Linked DNA regions of Drosophila melanogaster: region 1 is linked to region 2. A link is a contact called in public Hi-C data. All regions are on one chromosome and are shown on one strand. The core of a region is the stretch at or near the end of the contact, and the rest is flanking DNA. Distances in the headings are between cores, read along the strand shown. Region 1 holds the start of corto (corto,). Region 2 holds the start of opa (odd paired).

Evidence for each region. A called contact is a pair of places that touch in the nucleus more often than the background predicts.
Region 1: a contact with region 2 is called in a Hi-C map of the Kc167 cell line, with 1.9 times the contacts expected there. A contact is called at or near these places in 6 of 107 Hi-C or Micro-C datasets (the Kc167 cell line, the S2 cell line, cellular blastoderm embryo and 1 more).

What each region holds. Positions count from the first base shown.
Region 1 is chr3R:5,083,936-5,089,862 of dm6, reverse strand. It overlaps corto (corto,), which reads left to right and starts at 2,791. Exons shown (of 1, transcript NM_001259993.3): 1 at 2,791-5,927. The coding sequence starts at 3,838. The coding sequence ends at 5,490.
Region 2 is chr3R:4,851,091-4,857,701 of dm6, reverse strand. It overlaps opa (odd paired), which reads right to left and starts at 4,889. Exons shown (of 3, transcript NM_079504.4): 1 at 3,648-4,889. The coding sequence starts at 4,596.

The sequences.
Region 1 (5,927 bases), core at 1,542-4,041, 230 kb before region 2:
AACCCCCAGCGAGTAGCGGGTATAAAAAACGAAAGTTTCGTGCAGACGTCGGGGAATAGAAGCGACGAAACACAGAACACAGTCTTCTTGGGAAGAAGCCATGCAGCGCAACCGGTCGCAGTCGGGATCAGTTGCCGGCCTAGCGGTTACTTAATAATGCAAACAGGTTTCACCGTACAGGCCGACTGGGCCGGGGAGAACGGATCGGGAGGACCGTGACTTGGACTTCTGCAGGAGAAAGGCAGTTGAGTTATGGATTCGATATGCCACAAGGGAAGAAAAGGAGGCAATCCGGGCAGCAGGGCGATGCAGCAGGCAAATATAAAAGGAGACGATGACAGAGATTAGAGAAACAGGAAATGTGGGTTGGACCGATTTAATGAGTGAATGCCAGATCCCAAAACAGACGGTCAAAAAAATGTCCTGGGGACAAACAAGAATGCTGAATGTTATCATAGAGCTGCCCTAAAATAATACAAATTATACATTTCACTGCTTCCGAGTTCGATAGTCGATCGTAGCCCCGATACAAAGAAACTCATTTTGTCCATGGCTTGCAGTAAGAGACTGCGAAAACTATGATAACTATAACCTGATCCTATCAAGTAGAATCTACTTGCAACTTACTTGAACTTATACCTGCAAGATGCACGTTCAGTGCAATACAGCGGAAATAAATAGTATTTTGACCAGTTATGAAAACACAAAGGGCGCATTTTATTGCATTCAGCCAACCCCACATGAGTAAACCATTATCTGTCTGGAATTTCTAATTTCGAAGTTTTCTATACCACTTCAGGCATTGTCGTCGTCTTGGCAGTTGTCGTTTTGTCTGTTGCCCCTCTTGACCAATTTCCTGCTGCCCGTTTTTGTTCGTTCTGGCCGTTCGCTTGGGTTGGGGTTGAGCCATAGGCTCTCCAGCAGAGCGACTGGCCCGCTAATTCAAGCAGTTCGGTAATTTCCAAATTGGCGGCCCGTAATCAAACTGTAATGCGGCCGACTCGTCATTAAGCACGCAAGCAGCAACATCACGGCAGCAACATCAATCCAGAAAGCAACCAAAGGCAGAAAAAAGCTGCAAAAAAACAGCACAGCAGAGCAGAAATAAGCACACAAAGGGACGCACGAGTGCAAAGCTGGCAGCTACATCAGATCCAAAACCCATACAAATAATACGGCGGAAGCACCAATAAAGAAAAGGCTTAAAAGCAGCAGCGACAGCACCATAAAAGTCGGCATAAAGCTACAACACTATAGTGTCGATATTAACCCAAACCAGACTCCAAAAACCATCCACAATCCCAGATGCAATGAAGACAATTCATTAACAAAACCATGGCAACAACAGTAGAAAAGCAGGAAATCATTAAGGCTATCAAACAATAGTATCCATTAACTTGTATACATGCACCAATCATGTTCTTTCTTAAGAGTCTTAGAATAATTAGCACATAATACGAATTATTAGTTTTTAGTAGACAATAAGAAGCATTAGTTTTACTTTTTGGATTAAAAGACATGCTTCAATGCAAATCCGCCACATAGGTTTTCATTTTACTTGCACATCGAATAGCAACAACACTGAAATGCAATGGCAACTTGACAGCAACAACTTTCAGCCCCACAACAACAACAGCTGCAACAGCGATTCCAACAAACATATGCTTTGAGAAAAAAAAAAACAAATATGTACCAAGAGAGACAGCCAGACTCACCAACACACTCGCACGCGGACACACCTCCCCAAATAACAAAACAGCTGATTTGTTATCAGCAGTTGCTGAATGAGCCCCACAGAGCGAGCCACTCTCTTGCAGCAACAACAAAATGGGGGGAAAAAAACGACGCCAACGGCGGCTGCTATGGCAACGACCTTCCTTATTTATTACAATGTGTGTAATTCCCAGCCGTTTTCTCACTCTCTCTCGCTCTCTCGCTGTGTGTGTGCGAGCGAGACAGTGCCCTTTCCTGACTTAAATTGCCCATTTTTTAGTACAGAAATGTTTAATATCGCTGTCTGTTTGAGTTTTTGCAATTTGTTTTCCTTTTTTGGTCTGCAGAAAGTCTCTCAGTGCGCAGTTTAGCTTTCGTATTCCAAAACCGGAGAGGTTCTTGGGGTATTTGTTGTATTCTTATATTAAGGAACTACGTAGGTGTGTTCGAAGTTGCGTCGCAGAGGATTTTTAGGCAGTTGTGTGGAGATCACACTGCTTATGTTGATATTATATGGGTTTTAAGTTTTAGGGGTGTACCAAAGTGCTCAGAAATACATAAGTAAAAATAACCCATTCCCATTTTAACCAGGTGATGCTGATAGATTCATTCAACTCCCCGTTTTTAGTGCGGCTCAATTAGCTCTCAACTCGCCGTTAACCCCTTTAGAACCCATCTGCTTTTACGACCCCATAAAGCTGCTCCCAAAAATGCGTTTGCCGTAAAAAATTAAAGCACTAAAACGGTTAAAGACATCGTATTACAAAATAATGTGCGCTCTCTCGCTCTTTTCTCGCCTCTTTGTCTCTCTCTGTCTCGACCAAAGCAGTTGTAAAGATGGCCGCCGTGTAGTAACATGGCTGAATGTATACCACACACACACACGCAGGCACAGAGAGAGCGGTCACAGAGAGGGAGAGAGAGCGGCCATTGAATGCAATTTATATAGGAAAGCAACAATAACAATAACTCTGCGCTCGTCTCCTGCGACTGTGTGTGTGCTGAATACGTCACGGAACATCAGCTGTGCCGAACAGCAGGTAGGCGTCGGCAGAATGGAGCGAAGACGACGTTTCGAGTCAGTCGCTTCAAAGAGCTCGATTCGTGCGGACATAGGAGGAGATAAAGCGTGGTCTGTGGCACGTAATTAACGAAGAAGAGAGTTAAGAAGATTCAACGTCGCGTCGAAGGTGAACACGCAGTTAAAACCCAAAAACAAACGCAACGCAGCCAATTGTGATACGAAAAATAAGTAAATCGGCAGACAATCAACAAAAACAATAAAAGCAAAGCCTACACACAGGCGTAGGCGTCTAGCCAACAGCTGTTTTTCGTGCGCGCTCCGTATTCAGCATACTCGCTGCGCTTACAAACGTCGGCAGAGACCGCGGCAGAGAAGCAAGCGGCGGCAGCAAAACTACAAAGCAGAAACTACAATTCAGATCGCGTTTTTCTTCGGAGTGGATGAGACGTTCGTTCGGCAGTTCTATTGCGCATAGAACTAACAAGTTACCTACTCCGCGAACTCACCCCCGCGAGAAAAGAACAGAACAGAGCATAACCGAATGGAAAGAAGACAAGGAGTAGCTAAAAAGCAACGGTTAAGTTAGCCAGCAAAAACGGGCAAAAAGACTGAAAACACACGTGGATTGTTCACTCACCCCGACACGCGCACCCACTCGCACTCACACTCACCCAGCAGCTCCAACTGTTCGCTGCATTTATGTAAAACCAAACAAAGACTGACTAAAACGCTAATAAATATACAATAAACGTAACGAAACAAAGTTAAACACGCGAACAGCAGCTAATATTATACGGGTTAAAGCGAATTCCAAAGCAAAGCAAACACACATATGGATTAAGGTTCCTCCTATCTCAAAACACAAAAACAAAAGCAACAACCAACTCACGGATTACCTGCAGCGGCAAATTTACCGTTAGCCGCTCTTTTTGGATTACCAGTGCCAATAAAACCACAAAAGTGAATTTTTTCGAAAGTGAAGAAAGCGAAAAACATCCGCAAAATGATAAAAATCTAAATCTAAGTAAATAAGCAAACCAAAAGCGAATTCTGTGTTACCGAAACGAGAGCAAAAGCTAAAAGATCCCCTGAATACAGCAATGACGATGGCCGCCTGTTATGCCAACTACGACATGTCGTCCCTGTCGCACGGCATGTCGGCCCTGTCCGCCCTGCAGCAGCAACAGCAGCAGCAACAGCAGCAGCACAGCCAGACGCAGCAGCAGCATCATCACCAGCAGCAGCAGCAACACATGTACCACGCCGCCGTGGCTGCCCACCAGCAGCAGTTGCTGCAACAGCAGCAGCAGCAGCAACACCACCGCCATCACCACCAGCCCGCCAACACCAGCAGCAGCAGCAACTCGCGCCACAGCCATGCGGCGGCGACCCAAACGCAGGTCGCCGCCGCGGTTGCCAACAGCAGACAACAACAACAACAGCAACAACAGCAGCAACAGCAGCAGCAGCAGCAGCAGACTGCCAGCAGCAACAGCAACGCAGCCCCCGCTCCATCGCCGCAGAAGGACTACAGCATCCCGCTGCACGTGGACTGCAGCGTGGAGTACGAGCTGCCCAACCAGCCCAAGCCGCCGGCGGGCCAGAGAGTGGAGCCCCTGCTGATGATCCACCCGTGCTACTTCCGCAAGATGGAGTCGCAGCGGCGCAGCCCGTTCGTGAACAACATGCATGCGACCGCGCGGGCGGTGAGCAGCAGCTCGCTGAGCAGCGGAGCGGCCCTGGGCGGAGGCGGAAGCGGTGCGGCGGTGGCCACGGCGCCCAGCAGTAGTGCCGCGCGGCGTGGAGCCCGGGCGGCTACGAGCGCCCAGCAGCAGCAACAACAGCAGCAACGCTACCAACAGCAACAGCAGCAACTGCGGCAACAGCACCAGCAGATGTCGCAGATGTCGCAGCAGGCCCACTATCCCCAGCAACAGTCTAGTCTGGTCCGCCAGCACCAGCAGCAGCAACAGCAGCAGCAGCAGCAGCAACGTGCCAGCAGCAACCAAAGCCAACGCCAAAGCCAAAGTCAGAGCCAGAGCCAGAGCCATGCAGCCAACTCAGCGGCGGCAGCTGCGGCCCAGGCCTCGATAGCCGCCGCAGCCGCCGGCCAGTGGGATCAACTGGCTGCGCTGGCCGCCCGCACCGCCCTCACGCCGCACCACATGCTGCATCCCCACAGCCACTACGCGGCCAAGGGTAGTGGCGGCGGAGCAGGGGGCGGGAAGCGGGACGCCATGATCTCCGGCAGCTACGGACAGACGGCGGTCGCCTCGGGGAAGCTGCAACAGTCGCAGGTGCAGCAGCAGCAGCCACAGCAGCAACAGCAACACTGCCTGCCTCCGCCGCCGTGGGACGCGACGTCCATGCTGATGGACCGCTCGCCGATGGCCACAGTTCCTAGCAATTATCAGGCCGGCCCTGACACCAATCCCATGCGCCTCTACTCGGCCACGCCCACCGCCGGAGCGGCCTCGGGCGGGTCGGCGTCGGTGGGCGGAGGCGGGGCGGTGAGTGGTGCGGGGGCGACGGGAGCAGTGAACACGGCCACCGACAAGTTGAGCGGAAAGTACCGCCAGTACTTGCGGTCCCAGCGGATGCACCCGTACGCGGCGGCCGCCTCGCTCAACTTGGCAGCCGCCGCCGCTGCCGCCGGCCAGACCTCGTTTGTGCCGTTCAGTTCGGCGGCCACGGCGGTGGCGGCCACGCCCACATTCCAGCACCTGCCGCAGATCTCCTGCTACAACGTGTGATGCAGCACCAGCAGCAACCAGGACAACGGCAACATCAGCAGCAGCAACAGCAACTTGCAACACATGAGACAGGCGCCTACCAAGTACGCGTCGATGAAATAGCCGCCTCAAGGAATAATTAATAGATCCTCCCCTAAAACAGTACTATATATACACACCCATCAAAGCTTTTAGAATCAAAAGTAATTAACTCTAAAAATATTAAGAGATGAAACAAAATTCTGTCTAGCTGCTATGAGAAATTGTTGTCCGACGGTGAGAAAAGAGGAAATGAGCGATCTTTTTTTCTTTTAGTAATGGTAGTAATTGATAAACGATACAAAAACAAACAACAACAAAAAAAAAAAATGCAAACTATTGTAGTGATATTTGTTATAAAATAATTTTAGTAATTAATTTAATTTAAATTAAACAACCAACAAGAAACAACAGCAACC
Region 2 (6,611 bases), core at 3,640-6,139:
CTAACGTGTAACTACTTCTCGTATAACTTTCTACGTGTGGAATGAACTATCATTCCCACCTCAGTTACCCCAAAGCTTTCTAAAAGTGTAAATAATTGCATAATTCACTTCATCATTCAGAGCTGAACAAGTCCATAAAAGACTCATTAAAAAAACACTTGCACTCAATTAAATGGAGCCGAGTTGGGGCCGAAAGGGGCATCCTGGCAAAAGGGGGAGCTAATCAAACAAGGGTCGCAGCTGCCAGGACAATGTTAAATGCTAAACTTTGCCCCGCAGCATAATTGCACAACAACAAGGCGCCTGGGGAAGCGGAAAGTGAGAGGTTGCACTTGAAAAGCGAGGAATAGCGGGGAAAACCAGAGGTGGTGGGCTTTGGGTGGTGGGAGGTTGAAGGGGGCAGCTGGGAGCTGGTTCGCAGCAGCTTAATGAGCTTGGAAGGAGCGGATGGGGCGCTACGAATAAAATCTAACCACAAAGTTGTTGAATGCTCTTGTGGCAGTCGGATCCTGTGGCCGTTGTAGGTGTTAATGAATAAAGTTGTTTGTGGTCCGCCGGGCGGAGCGGAGCGGAATGTAGTGGAGTGGAGTGGAGAGGAAAGAATCGTGTAAAAGATGGCTATGTGTGTGCAAACCGCACAGCGTGATAAACGCCATCTATCCAGACACACAGACTCTCGGGCCGGTCAACAGAGCCCCAAACAACAAAAAACAACGGCCACAGAGCAGACAAACCTTGATTGTTTGCCGGGTTTTTTGTGCCGAGTTTAAGGGGCGGAGTCTGGTGCTGGGGGGGGGGGGGGAATACAGGATGGACAGGATGGACAGGAGGCTAGCCAAAATTTCAGACGGTGACGGGGACAAGTGCAAAAGTTAACACAACGCAGTGACCGGACGGAACGGTGGGAAAGAAACAAAAAGAGACATATGCATGTGGTGGTTTGTGTGAGTTTGGGATCTATATTCTGAAAGGACTCTTCCCACTATTACTCATATATCAGTTGAATCGAATTTGTTTTAGATCATCGTAACTATTGGTAAATCGAAGCAATGCAATCTTTGTTTTAAATAATAGAGATATATGTAAGAAAGTAAACATAATTATTAAGCCGAGAGAAACACACAATTTATGAGGCAATAGCGAAAAACTGGATTTGACTGAGAGTTATTTCACAACTATAATCTCCTACTCTCGTTCCACACTCGAATCTTAAAGTCAACTCCTGCCGCGGTGTACTGACCCCTTCGATCAGTTCGAGCTGCTACAGTGGCACCATTTGGGCAGATCTATATCGGCTGGATCCATAAACACGTACTTGACTGCCCTGCTCCGTTTTACTCACCCACTTATCAAACTCGGACCCCTCACCCGTCCCATCGGCGAGGAGTGGAAGCCAGGTCGTAAATAACCTTTGCATAATCTAAATCAAAAGCTTAATGTAGCATGGCGAGTAACCCAAACAGAACAGCACAGAAACAATCGCAGCGCAAATAAAATAAAGCTAGAGGAGTGGAATGCGAATGTGCGAATGCGTCCAGTAATCCGGCGAGTGTTACCCCAATTTCGGTTTCGATGGCTTTTTTGAGAGGGCCAGCACGGAGTGCCTCGGAAGCATTTCCGAGCCATTTCAAACGGAAGTTTTGACACGTGTCAACACAGTGTGTTCGAGTGTGTTTATTTGCCCTGGGTCGGCGGTGTCAATGCAATAAAAACAAACACCAGTGCCAAGGGACATTTAGCCGAGCCAGCGATGCTGATTGAATTTTTGATTTATGCGGTGTGGAGGATGCTACTTCAAGTGCCCGAGTCGTATGGAAAGGTTAAAGGCCCCGATCCCAGCCAGATACCAGACCGATCCCAGCTCGATCCCGATCCGTAATGAAGTTGTGCGCCGGCCACTTGAAAGCTAATCAATATGTTGGCTATCTCCGACAATGTGTAGCCAGGTCAACCAATCATAGGCACACACAAATCAGTCAGAGGTCCTAAAATGCACTTTTCTGCTGCATCACGGCGGAGAAAAGAAATATGAAATTAGTCAAAAATATCATCATACAGCAACCAACTCATTATAATGCCACATGATTGTTCCAAAATCGAACACAATATGGCGGCGTCTCGAAATCAAATCGAAACATTTTAATTACCTTTCGATGAGTGTGCAAAAGAAAATACTGTTGTCCGAACAGATTTACAGAAATAGCTTTTTTGTGTGGCTAATTCTGTGATTTATGAATTTCTTTGTGAGTTTATAATCGCGGTAACTACAAGATGAAGCTATAATGAAGCCCGACGTCTTATTTTAATTCAATTTGGAATCATGAGGCCAAATTACAAAATAATAGAAATAAAGAGGCAACAACAAATGCCAAAAGCCAACATTAAAACAACAAAATATAAGCATGCTGGATATTGCGGAATATTGCTGGCCATATTTTCATTCTTCTCCTCCAATTTCCAAGTTAATTACGCCAAGGCTGAGGTCAATCAAGGATAATCCAGGACCAAGCGATATTTGCTGGAAAGTTTATTAACCTGATTGGCGCTCTTTTCACCAATTATGCGAAACTTTGTTTTGTGTTTTCGCATTTCATGTTTGCTTTCCCAACTTCCACTTGTTAATTGATTTTAATGGCTGTGTTTCGCCGCTTCTAATGAGCCCTACATGCTCAGCCATAAATTTCAATGGAACAAGTTCAACAGCCACTGGAATCAAAGTCATTAATTTGCGTTAAGCTCCGTTTCTGGCTTTATAGTTCGACTTCTCATAGATCACGACTATACCGCATAAATTGTATTTTAAAGCCTCCAACTATGGCTATGTTTTTTCAAAAGTGTTCAGGCTATGAGCTGCAAAGCGATTTTAATTTATTTTTGAAAGACAATTGAAAGAGAAATGCTTGAAATGGGCATGATTAATGATGGATTTAAGAAAAATTAATTATATTGAGAATTTGCATAGAGCGGTTGGCTATCAAAGTAATAGTAAGCCATTATTATTAAATAATACAAAATCTGAAGCCGACAACAAGGCTTAAAGTATAAAAAACAAAGGAGTAGCTAAACTAAATTTTTCAGTTCCTTTACAAATTTGACCAAGTTTCCAAACGTAGTTAAATACATGCCAGTCAAAATCCAAAGTCAAGAGAAGTCGCAGGCTTAGGGAAATACTAAGACCAAAAGTCGAAGTCAACCTAAAGCCGTAGAGTAATCCTAGCCGTAAGGACAACATCTTTGCGGGATTTTCTGGGCGCGGAAGAGCTTTGGGCGCAGGTTTTACAGGTGTCATAAAAGATGACCCGCCCGGCCAGTGGCGGGTTAAGCCAGGTAGTGGGCGTTGCAACGACTTTTGCCGTCGGTAACACGCTCACATCGACAACGTCCGGGATTTGCCCAGGCGGGCAAGGGTTATGCCCACGCAAGGTGAATTCTAAGAGATTGCAGACCTAGCATGTGCTATTCTAAATATAAGCGGTTAAAATCTGCATAAGGCTTCGACTTTCTATTAGTATTAAGATCTTTATAAAACAGGAATAATTACACACAGAATTTGACTGCCAAACCAAAACTAAATAAAAGTATTTTCTTAGTTTAATGAATGGTTTAATATGGTTTAAATATAAAGCGGAATGCACCGCCACACTTACCTGTATGCGTCCGCTTGTGGATCTTGAGGTTCTCGCTCCGGGCGAAGACCTTGCCGCAACCCGGGTGCGGGCAGGCGAAAGGTTTCTCGCCGGTGTGGACGCGGATGTGGTTGACCAGCTTGTACTTGGCCTTGAAAGGGCGTCCGTTGCGAGAGCAGCCCACCCAGAAGCAGGCGTGGGTGGTGCACTCGGGTCCGCCCACGTGCTCCACGGTCAGGTGGGTGACGATCTCGTGCATCGAGTGGAATACCTTGTTGCAGGTCTTCCTGCCGCCCGGGGGCACCAGGCCCGGCTGGTCGGGGTCTATCCAGAGGCACTGCATCTCCTGCTTAACGCTGGAGGCGGACGAGGCCGGCTGATGGCGCATGTAGCGCAGGAAGGCCCCTGCTCCGGCCGGGTGCATCGCGGACATGGCGTGGTGGGACGGGTGGTGCACGACCGGGTGGTGCACTGCCGCCGTCGGGAAGTTGCCGTGGTGGTTGTACGGGTGGCCGGCGGCGTAGGCATCCGCCATGCCCATTCGCATCTGATGGTGGTGATGGTGGCTGTGGAAGGGGTGTTGTCCGAACCCGGAGCCCAGCTCCGCGGCCTGAGCGGGAAAGCCGGAGAAGAGCATGGAATCCGCTGCGGCGGAGGCCTGTCCGGCGGATCCTGCCACACCGTACTCGGCCTCCCTCCTGCCCAGCAAAAAGTCCCGGGAGGCATAGCTGTTAAAGTGCCCATATCCGGAGTTCTGATAGGCTGCAGCAGTGGCCGCCGCGGATTCCTGATCCTGTTGCTGTTGCTGCTGCTGTTGTTGCTGTTGTTGCTGCTGCTGTTGGGTCATCTCCAGTTGCTGCTGCTGTTGCTGCTGCGCGTTGCTGTTACTGGCGGTGGTGTTGGGCGACATTCGCAGCCCGTAGCTGGCCAGGTGGTGCTGAGCCGGCTCAATGAAGGCGTTCATCATCATGGTTACAGTGTTATTGCTCGCTTATATGTTTTTAAAATTAATTCAGAAAGAACTGAACTACAAGTTTTCGATTCGCACTTTGCTAGGCCAATGAGCCCATCACGCACTGAGGTCACCTCACTTAGCTGTATATACTGTGCGCTTATTTCGCTCTTAGATATTTCGCATGCGACTTGATACTTATTTACGTAATGCACTCGCGCGCGATGCGTTTCTGGGGCGTTCGAATCGCAGCAAGACTTGACGCTAACCGAATGCCAAGACTTGACGTTTCAAGATGCGCAGCAGGACTGAAATGCTCCTGAAATTCTAACTCGCTGCTGTGTTGCCTCGTGAAAATATCTGCCGACGATCGCATGCGTGCGAATGGGATCGACCTATGCACGACGTAAAATGAATAGAGGGTAACGAAAGCGCGAGTGCGAGCAGGCCAGGCGTATGACCTGCCTGTGGTGAGTTGCGCTTGCCATGGTGTATTCGGCACAAGCCACCACTCTGTCGGATAGGCCTGAGCCATGGGTGCGAGTGCGACAACTCTAAGAAAATGGCCGCCTCCTCGCATGCTCCAGAGTCGGACAGAAGAGCACAGAGGCTGCGCACTCAGTCCAATTGGAACCCACCCGACCATAGCGCCCTCTCGCTCGGCAAACTGGTTTCGCGAAAATTAACACCCACTGCGGTTGGCCATTGGGTGGTGGGCCGACAGCGTGCGGCGTGCGCCTGTGCAGGGGGCCCAAATGCTGATTGGACCGACGGGCAGCCAATTGAAAGCTCGCGGGGATGCATTTTCCAGCCCGCTCCTCATTGTCACGGCGGACGAATAGCCCGCCACTTCGGGTAGCCCAGCTGTCAGCTTATCAAATTAGTTGTTTATTTTATTGATTTTAATGATATTAAGCACATTCCGTGCTCGGACATCGGAGATTTCCAGCCGTTTTGTTTAGGTTGCGCCATAAAGACGTACGAGATTTCATTAGCGCCAAACGCTCTGTTTTTCATTTGCTAATTTATGGAATTTTCAATAAGCAGTAGTCGAATCAATACATAATCTTGTATCAATCGACTTGATTGGATTCTGCTGAGTGTTAAGTGCCCCGGCAAAGTGGCTTTTGGGGCAGACTGTGAAGTGATACTTCGCCTGCATAGGGCAAAAATGTATAAATTTATTTTCATACAAAACATTTGCTTTGTGATAATATGGTATAACACTATGCTGTATGTATATAGTCAGACGCTCTTCTCAAAATATATGATTTTTTCTATTTACAATCCAAAAACTGAGCGATGCAAAAGGAAGGTCGTTAACATCAAAATTGTCTTCGTTTAGTATTCGTGTTTTGAACTAGTCCTCATCTGTAGATAATTTAAGGTTGATATGTAATTGCTGGCAGAGTATTAAAAATTGCTTAAGCTTTTAAAACGATAATAATTAAAATCAAATTGAATTTGGATATATATTGAGTAATCAAATTTTTATTCAAAAACAGTATTTTCTAATCAAATATATTGCCCTGAATTTATCGTTTGAGAAAACAATATTTCCTGGTAAAGTTTAAATGAGAATGAGAGCAAGAAAAGACCATGTGATTCCATGCTAATTACCTTGATTTCCGCAATGAATTAATTGGGGCAAATTGTGACATAAAGCGTCACCGCCAAGCGGTTCGGCTATTAAATTGTCAAAACAACTCAGCGGCAATCAGCAATCAGCGGACGGCAATCGACAGTCCATAGTCGTCCGAATGTCATACCGACCCCAATGCCATTTTGGGAGACGGGCAAGACCATAAAGCAGCGGAAAGTGCACCGAGCTGGCAGGCACCCAGTCCCGCAGAGCTCCAGCGACAAGTGTCACTCGAAATGAAGCCATTGCTCCATATCGATGATGGAGGATGAGGACGAAGCCGCCGGGTTGGAGCAGATGATGGGCTGCAAACGGAGCAGTCGGCTGAAGTGGATTTCTAGCGCACTGCCATAGAACTACTCCCATAAATAATGCCGTACGAGCCACTTGA